2 separate regions of the Mus musculus genome follow, and region 1 is linked to region 2. The links are chromatin contacts, called in public Hi-C maps. All regions are on one chromosome and are shown on one strand. The core of a region is the stretch at or near the end of the contact, and the rest is flanking DNA. Distances in the headings are between cores, read along the strand shown.

What was found. A called contact is a pair of places that touch in the nucleus more often than the background predicts.
Region 1: a Hi-C map of extraembryonic endoderm stem cells shows a contact between it and region 2, with 2.1 times the contacts expected there. The contact joins two enhancer-like sites. A contact is called at or near these places in 2 of 15 datasets of contacts at CTCF or cohesin (the G1E-ER4 cell line and large pre-B cells), 28 of 484 Hi-C or Micro-C datasets (the AML12 cell line, B cells, the C10 cell line and 18 more), 12 of 115 datasets of contacts at active chromatin or transcription factors (CD8 T cells, the HPC-7 cell line, T-cell acute lymphoblastic leukemia and 8 more) and 4 of 9 other capture datasets (adipose tissue, embryonic stem cells, liver and 1 more).

The regions. Positions count from the first base shown.
Region 1 is chr1:87,917,443-87,921,711 of GRCm38.p6, forward strand. It overlaps Dgkd (diacylglycerol kinase, delta), which reads left to right. Exons shown (of 30, transcript NM_177646.3): 8 at 450-552; 9 at 1,117-1,279; 10 at 4,131-4,239. Among named protein-coding and RNA genes, the nearest start is that of Gm19582, 65 kb to the left of the region's middle. Within about 2 kb of position 2,964, at least 10 of the 459 cell types and tissues checked have an H3K27ac peak or open chromatin away from gene starts, as enhancers often do. A contact at or near this core is called in extraembryonic endoderm stem cells, where this site is marked.
Region 2 is chr1:87,828,636-87,833,408 of GRCm38.p6, forward strand. It overlaps Sag (S-antigen, retina and pineal gland (arrestin)), which reads left to right. Exons shown (of 16, transcript NM_009118.2): 11 at 3,204-3,341. Among named protein-coding and RNA genes, the nearest start is that of Dgkd, 22 kb to the right of the region's middle. Within about 2 kb of position 1,251, at least 154 of the 459 cell types and tissues checked have an H3K27ac peak or open chromatin away from gene starts, as enhancers often do. A contact at or near this core is called in extraembryonic endoderm stem cells, where this site is marked.

The sequences.
Region 1 (4,269 bases), core at 1,714-4,213, 91 kb after region 2:
ACTCTGGGATGCCTTTAGCATGTCCCTGCTTGGTGTACAGATTGCTATGCTCCACCAGTGATTGGAAGGAAACATGGCAATGAGGGTCAGTCACTGACTAGACAGCTGTGGTTCCTGTGGTTGGCACCTTGTTTTGACCCTGTGAGTGACTAGCAAAGAACCTAGTCATAGGAGGGCAGGTTGTCCAGGAGCCCTGAAAGTTAATGGTAGCTAAGATGGAAGCGGGGGGCTGTGGTTCAGTTTCATGTCTGGCTTGTACTGGGTGGAATCCCATCCGATTTCCCGCCTCCTATTTCTAAGGCCAGGCACAGGGTGCTTGGGGATACAGGTTCGCTGGCTCTGATGGTTACTTCCTCTGCTTGGGAGGGATCTCTAGATGCTGTGCCAGGGAGCTTCTGGTGTATGCGAGGAGACTATGATTCCTGGTGACATGTTGATTTTTATTTCAGGTTCACACATCTTGCAAAGAGTCCTTGGTGATGAAGTGTCCACTTGGCCTGTGCAAGGTGTCTGTCATCCCTCCCACGGCACTCAACAGTATTGACTCCGATGGTGGGTGTTCACATGCCATTCCGCTGTGCTGCCTTCCTTACCAGCTCTGGAGATGGGTGTTGTGACAGTTTTGAGACATGATCAGCAAGAGGCTAGGCTCAGATGTGGCATGGGCAGAGGTCATAGTTGGCATCCTGGGAATTGCCATAGGGCTTGCAAGCTTGAACCAGCACTGTTGGAAGGATTGAGAGATGTACTGGCTGCTGAGTAGAGACCCAGTGTAAAGTGTCCTGGTCTGCCAAGAGCTGAAAGACTGTGCCTGTCACCATCTGTGGCAGAGCCTAGCATGTCTGCTTGGACCATGGAGAAACATGCTGGCAAGGATTGGTGAAGGGATCTCCGGGTACATGATTCAGAGGAATGAGCTCTGCCAGGCTGGCAGCAAGAAGAGGGAATAATACAGTGAGGGGAAATCTGTGAGGTGAGGCAGGCTCACCTCCTCACACCCGGGTTGTCCTTCACTGGCTCGCTCGTGCTGTGAGTTCTGTGCCTCTTGTTGCTGCTACCCAGTCTACAACAGCTCAACAGCTTGTAAGGTTCTTTCCTACCCCACCTCATTTCTAGGGTTCTGGAAGGCCACCTGTCCCCCGTCTTGTACAAGCCCTCTGCTGGTTTTTGTCAACTCAAAAAGTGGAGACAATCAAGGTGTGAAGTTTCTCAGAAGATTCAAGCAGCTGCTGAACCCTGCCCAGGTTTTTGACCTCATGAATGGAGGACCACACCTTGGGTAGGGATTGTGTGAGACTTTCCATTCTAGGAATTTACAATATTTTGTAGATAAGACATACTCGTTTTAAAAGGATCAAAAATAAGATTTTTTTTTTTAAGTTCTGGAGAGATGGCTTAGTGCATATGAGCATTGGCTGTTCTTGAGAGGACCCAAGTTTGATTCCCAATATGTAAATGACAGCTCACAACTGTTAGCATTCTGTCTAAGCTTCACCCCACAGTTACTTGGCAACAGCCTGATTCACTATAAAAGGGGCTGCTTGTCCCTCCTAGCTCTTTGGTTCTCGCTTTCTCTTGCTCCTGTCTTGCTCTTTCTCTGCTTCCTTTCCTACCTCTCTCTCCATTCCCTCCCCTCTCCATGTGCTGATGGCCGACCGCTCTACTCCTCTACCCCTCTCTTTCTCTCTGTCTCTGTCTCTCTCTTCCTTTCTCTGCCTCTACTACCCTCTTGACTCCTCTCCCCATGTCCCAAATAACTCTATTCTATGCTATACCATTGTGTGGTTGGTCCCTTAGGGGGAAGGGATACCTCAGCATTGGCCCATCAAGGCACTCCTTTTCCCCCACACTTCATCACACCTCCATAGAACATATTTCCTCCTCTCTTTATCTTTTTATAGACACATCATATTGACTGTTTATAATTCCAGTCACAGAGTATTATTCAACACCTTCTTCTTGCCTCTGTAGACACTGTACCCGTGGTGCATGAACATACATATAAGCAAAACAGCAGTATACATAAAATAAAAATGCATTTTTATAAAGAAATTTTTAAATAGCAAAGTTCAACTGCCCCTCTCAAAAGTCTGCTTATGAAGGACCTGCTCCTAATAGATGGTAGGTGTTTGCATCTCCCATTGCAAAAGCACCACACAAGAGTGAACATGCATGCGCAACTACTCTAGTTGCTACGTACAGCATGTTCACATGTATCAGCTCCTGTGCTTGGGACATTTCTGTGCTGGTGCTTACAGACCTGCCTTGCTCTCTGGACTGCCCGCTTAGTTCTCGGGAAGCCTTTTTCCAGTAAAACCAAGGGGACTTTTCCATCTCAGCACAGTGGGATCTTCATGCAGGTGCAGTGCTCGCCTGCCAGCCAGGGAGACGTGGCCTTCCCTTTTAGTTTTGTACTTTCCACAGGTTTGCAAGAAACATTTGTTCTTGTAAGGTAGGACTCAGAGGGCATGCCAGCATTTGGGGAGATTGAAATGGGAGGTGCTTGCAGCCCCTACTTCCATTGTGAGTTTGGGAGGAGCTTAGGAGAGGTTCTTTTAGAGCCAGATATTGCTATAGCTTGAGCCTGGACTTCTCTGTGTGCCTAAGCTGTGGGGCTCATGGGTGTTGGGCCTTCAATGTTCTTTCTTGTTTTTGTTTTTTTGTTTCTTATTTTTGTTTTGTTTTTCTGCTCTTTCTCACTTGCTGCACAGCTTGCTGGAAGACAGTCACTAGTGGCTTCCTACAGGCTGTTTGTTCAAAGGCAGCATTCCTGAAATTCTGCAGATACCTGTTTTCTGAATGGCACAGATCCATTCTTTCTGAGGTTAATGAGGAACTAGTCTCAGTTCGGCAGGGATATTAAAAGTACCGTATCTGCTGATTGTACTACACTGAACAGGCTCAGGTAGGGATATTGTTTGAAAACTCCACTGTGCTGTGTGGCAGGCAAGCTGGACTTTGATGTGTAAGAGCTCCCTGATATATCGCTGGAGCTAAGCAGAGGGTGGTGTGACAGAGGTCTAGTAGAGATGGCTTGGCAGCTGGTGTACTCATTTCCTGTTTCTGGGAAGCACCTGATATCATACACTTGGTTAACTACCTGAGTTCTGGCCTTGGTTGACCACTGCTTCTCTAGAGAGCAGGGATCCTCATTGGTGAACATTTAAAGGATACATGTAAATATTTTTCTTACCCTTTGGAAGTCAATGCAATCTTGATGCTCAGAACTTATTTGAACCATGGTTCAAATCTGAGGCACTGTCTTGTTGCCCATCCTAGCTTGTGTTCAGAGGACTTCCTCTGCAGCCAGCTCCATTAGAGACAGAGTCTGCAAGGTCCCTGGTGAGAAGGCAGCATATGTAAATAGTTACTTGAATGGAGGGAGGCACTGGTTTCTTTGGGATCCGAAGTAAGGGAGACTATGTTAAGCTAGTGATTTAGTGTCTCCAATGTGCTAGCTTCTGAGGAGGTCCAGTGTGCCCACTTTATACTCTTGCCTTCACCTTTTCCTATATACATGATAGGGACTAGGTCAGACCTTGGTGGAGCTGAGGGCATCAGATACTTATCAGAGAGGGCTCCTATTATTTGCTGAGATATTTGACTCTTTTCTCTTAATTAGCAAGCCATTAGACAAAACATATGATAGAACTCTTGTTTGAGAAGGTTTTATTGGAGACTCCTTAAGGACTCAGAGCAGCAATGGAGGCTGAGCCAAGCTGCCCTTACTCGGGGAGGGGAGGGCTGGGCTAGCACATGAATGAGGAAAGCAAGAGTTGGGGTTCTTGGGCCTGGTATTTAGCTGGGATATGGAAGACTGTGCCACAAGTCCTTCTAGGAGCTGACATCAAGTGAGAATGTCGTGGTACCCTGAAATGTGTGTATTATCTCCTCCCTGTTTCTGGTTGGAGGAGCTGCTGGGATCTGACATTGCCATCATTCATGTAGACAAAAATGGGCCCTGAGCAGAGGGGTTTGGCAGACAGACATCTAGGCCACCTTGTCGACCTTATATATACATATCTGGGCTTAGCCACATGGAACAGGGTGTCCCCTCAGTGTAGGACAGAGAAACCCGTCATTTGTCTTTTAAAGTGCACTCATTTCCCTGGCTTCCCATTCTTCTACAGCTTACGGTTATTTCAGAAGTTTGACACCTTCCGGATTCTGGTTTGTGGCGGGGATGGCAGTGTTGGCTGGGTCCTCTCTGAAATCGATAGCCTCAACCTTCACAAACAGGTACTACAAACAGGTGTTGAGGGGCACCCC
Region 2 (4,773 bases), core at 1-2,500:
CCTCTGGGTCCATCTCTTAGGCTGGGAGAACAGTCTTTATAAACAAGGGACCGGAGGAGAGAAATCTAGAGAGTAAGGTCACTATGGGAACAAGAAGGGCTCTGTGTATCCTTGGAATGTGTTGACAGGAATGAGATGCTCGTCCTGCCCCCAGAAGATGACTAAATGAGCTATTAGCCCAGGCTAGGGCTATGATATGTATGTGTGTGTATATATATATATCTATATCTATCTATATATATATATGCGTATATCTATATATGCATATATCTATATATACATATATATATATATATATATATATACACACACACACACACACACACACGTGTGTGTGTGTGTGTCTGCATGCATGTTTCATTCTCTCTGTCTGTCTGTCTGTCTCCCCCCCAGCTTGACTGTCATGGAAGGGGGCCCTCGGGCTAGAATGATAGCCTTTACTGTAGCAGAATTTGCAGGAAGATTACACCAGATGTGTGTGTGTGTGTGTGTGTGTGTGTGTGTGTGTGTGTGTGTGTGTGTGTATCTCTATACCATTTCCTGTTTCTCATTCAAAACTCTGTGTGCTTTTTGGACCAAATGATCCTCGGGAGAATGGACACCATTCTAGGATTTCCCGGGGGTCGGGGGTGGGCAGAGCAGTCTAGAAATGGGGCCATATCATGTTAGCTTTTTCATTGTTTAGGCACAGGCACGTATCTGAGAAAACAAACTGTCACAGAAATATCTGTTTCCATTCACAGTTTCTATTGATCACAGCAGGGTGGGCGTGGCAGAGCAGAACAGCTCAGGAAACAAGGAATGCAGGCATTAGCAGGATACCCCTGCTCCCCCTTTGATGACAGCCAGGTTTCTAGCCTCTGCAATGGTGGCTCTTGTATCCAGGGCAGCCTTCCCTCTGGGCTAATCTTCTCTGGAAATGTTCTCACAGACACATCCTGAGTTGTTTTCTCTCATCTCCAAGGCCCTTCTCAAAACCATCCCATTACGACTAAATCACATTGGTCTCAATGTAGAAGCCACTCAGAAGGCTGCAAGAGCCCAGCACTGTTCCAGACACATCCAGCAACCAGGGCTCTGGTGGGCAGGGTTCCTCAAACCGGGTCAAACATCCGTTGTAAGCTGCTGCTGACCATGCAGTATGAGATCCTAATGGCCCTGAACACAGCTGTGGGCCTGGCTTCCGCAGGTTCTACTACAGTACAGCCTAGCCCAAAGGCCCTCTTCTGCTAGAGGAGAGAGAGAGAGAGAGAGAGAGAGAGAGAGAGAGAGAGAGAGAGAGAGAGAGAACACCACAACCCAGGTGGTAGGATGTGGCCACCCCTAGCTCAAGCAAAACTTTGCAAGAGTTTCCTGAACTCACTAGAGGCAGGAGAAGCAGAAGCTGCTTTAAACTCCCGGGGGTTGGGGTGCAAACAGGGGCGTCCTTCCCATGGGAGACAGTTCACATGTCCAGATGTCTGGGAACTCATTCAGGAAGTGGTCCTGATGCTGGCTCCCAGCCAGCATTGTTGCAAGCCATACTCTACCTTCTGCCTGCAGCCCAGGCCTGGTTGCTAGGATGTGCACTGCAGAATGAATTGTCCAGCCCAGATACCACTCTGGAATCCCAGGAGTGCTGTGTCTCTAGCCAGGTCCCAGAATTGACCCTCAGAGTGGGGTTCCTTCTGTCTTTCACTCATAGGAAACCCCACAGCCCTCTGCAGGAACCCCAGTAAAGAAAGAGGGGAGCCAAGCTGGGCAGTGATGTTGAATACCTTTAATCTCAGCAGAGGCAGGCAGATCTCTGTGAGTTCAAGGCCAGCTTGGTCTACAGAGTAAGTTCCAAAACAGCCAGGGCTACACAGAGAGAGGAGAGAGGAGAGAGGAGAGAGGAGAGAGGAGAGAGGAGAGAGGAGAGAGGAGAGAGGAGAGAGGAGAGAAGGAGAGAGAGGGGAGAGAGGGGAGAGAGGGGAGAGAGGGGAGAGAGGGGAGACAGGGGAGAGAGGGAGAGAGGGGAGAGAGGGGAGAGAGGGGAGAGGAGGGGAGAAGAGGGGAAGAGAGAGAGAGAGAGAGAGAGAGAGAGAGAGAGAGAGAGAGAGAGAGAGAGAGAGAGAGATCTTTGAACTGACTGATCAGACTGACCTGGGTTATAAGTGGTTACAGACCTATCAGTCACACGGTCTATCCTTCCTAGTATGGACAGTTTTGGCTACAGTGGTTCTGTATCAGCTTCTTTGCTGACACTGCCCACAGTGGGACTCAGGAAAGGGTCTCTTTATGGCTGTGTAGATCAGGATAGCCTTGAATACACAGAGATTCTCCTGTCTCTGCCTCTCAAGTATTAGCATTAAAGGACAATGCCACTACACTCAGCTAGATTTTTAGTGAGTTTCATTTGCTTCTGGTCTTGTTGTTTTTGCTTTTATAAGACAGACTTTCACTATGTAGTCCAGGCTGGTCTAGAACTCATGATCTTCCTGTCTCAATCTTCTGAGTCTTGGGATTACCAGTATGTACCACCACTGCTGAGTATTGGTCTTATTTAACCTCACAGAACATTTCAGAGGTTTTCGTAATTCAGAACAAGTCAAGAGGCTTGAGGGAATGAATGTCCCAACCTTTTGTGTATGCTGTGTGTGTGTGTGTGTGTGTGTGTGTGTGTGTGTGTGTGTGTGTGTGTGTTCTGTTTGTGCCTGGTGCCTCTGGAGGCCAGGAGGAGGCATTTGATTCCCTGGAACTAAAGTTACAGGTGGCTGTGATTTACCACGTGGGTGCAGAGAACTGAATTCTGGTCCTCTGCAAGAGAGTCAAGAACTCTCAACTACTGAGCCATCTCTACACCTTACATTTTTTAGACAAAGTCTCTCACTGAATTTGGATCTCAGTGACTGAGCGAGACTAGCAGGCCTATGATCTCCGGGGATCCATCTTCTAGCTCTCCAGTGGTTGTTTACAGACACACTGAACATGGTAGCACAGGGCTTCCCTCAGGACTCTATGGCACATGTTTTACCAACTGAGCCATCTCTCCAGCCCTGAAGTGTCATAGTCTTGCTGCCCCTCAGGCTCAGGACTAACAGCATGTCTGTTTGGTAAGGGAAACTTTCACTCTAAAAATGCCCACGGCAGGTAGGATCTTGAGATGTTAATTAATGGTGGCCAGGACAAGGTATTAATTGTGACTGTCACAGCCATAGAACTCTCTATGATTCTTCCTCAAGAGAAAAAGTGCAGCCAAACAGCACTTTGACCAAGACACTGGTGCTGGTGCCCCTACTGGCTAACAACAGAGAAAGAAGAGGCATCGCGCTGGATGGGAAGATCAAGCATGAGGACACAAACCTGGCCTCCAGCACCATGTAAGTCCTGGATGCTCTGTGAATGGGTCACCCGTGCAGGGCTGGTACCGGGCTTCCCCAGAGGCTCACAGGCAGGCATATCAGTAATGCTCCCACTTCCACTGTGGCATGCATGATGTTATAGTTGCCCAGGCTGGCTCTGGGCATAGCCTTATACCAACCATAGTGTCACTGCCTGCCCTCTGGGTGACCACGGCTAAGTTCCTTGAGCTCTCTGAGAACCTTAGTTTTCTGGTCTGTAAAGTGGGAGTAATAGCAAATTCCAATGTCACATGCTAGTGATGAAGACTAATTGGAACAATGTATGTAAAGTATGGTGCCTGAACACATAACCTGGGTTGTTGTATTTGGCTATTTCCATTCATTCAGTTTCCATCTGGAAAGACCCAGTGGCTACGGATACGTACCAGATTTTGTTGAAAAGAGGAGCTGACCTGCCTATTCTGTTGGAGAACTGCTAGATTGATTTAGGCAAAGACTATAGGGGGATAATCTCTGCAGTGAAGCCAGTTGCTAGCTGCCTTTCTAGGCCTTGTTTGCTGCGAGATTATAAGCTACTAACCGCTGATGGTGTGAGGCAGGAGCCAAGACCCAGGCTTGCAGCCTATATACTGCCCTCTCCCATAGGATGTGCAGGGTGCTCCTTCCTGGCCCCAGTAGGCTCCCCTCAGAGGTGATGCCCAATGAAAAAAGAGGGGGAGTGTTCTGACCCCCCAGACAGACCTGTAGCTTACATTCTGTGAGGCTAGTAGTGGGGACAGTGAATATTTGGCAGAATGAAGGTTAGAATCAAGGGGTTTTCTGAGGATAATTTGCCAACTGCCTGTGTTAGATTCTAAAGCATGTTTGAGAAATTCCAGGGAATGAAAACTGATGCCATACATCAATTTAAAGGGGCCAATGAACTGATGCCAATTCTTACACGCGTTCACGACCGGCCAGGAAGAACACAGCAAACCAGAATCTTCTGCGTCAAAACTTTATTGCTTACATCTTCAGGAGCAAGAGTGTAAACCCCCCATTGCTTACATCTTTAGGAGCCAGAGCGCCAGAGTGCCAGAGCGCCAGAGCGCAGAGCAAGAGCTCTATTGTTTACATCTTTAGGAGCAAGAGAGCAAGCCCAAAAACAAAAGCGAAACCCCGTCCCTATTAAGGAGAGTTATCCTTCGCCTAGGACGTATCACTCCCTGATTGGCTGCAGCCCATGGCCGAGTTGTCGTCACGGGGAAGGCAGAGCACATGGGGTGGAGAACTACCCTTGGCACATGCGCAGATTATTTGTTTACCACTTAGAACACAGCTGTCAGCGCCATCTTGTAACGGCGAATGTGGGGGCGGCTTCCCACAGCCAATGGCATACCCTTCTGCAAAGAGTTCATTGTTAAGCAAGTCCACTCTACCCTGGCTCTCCCACTCAGGAATATGGTGGTGA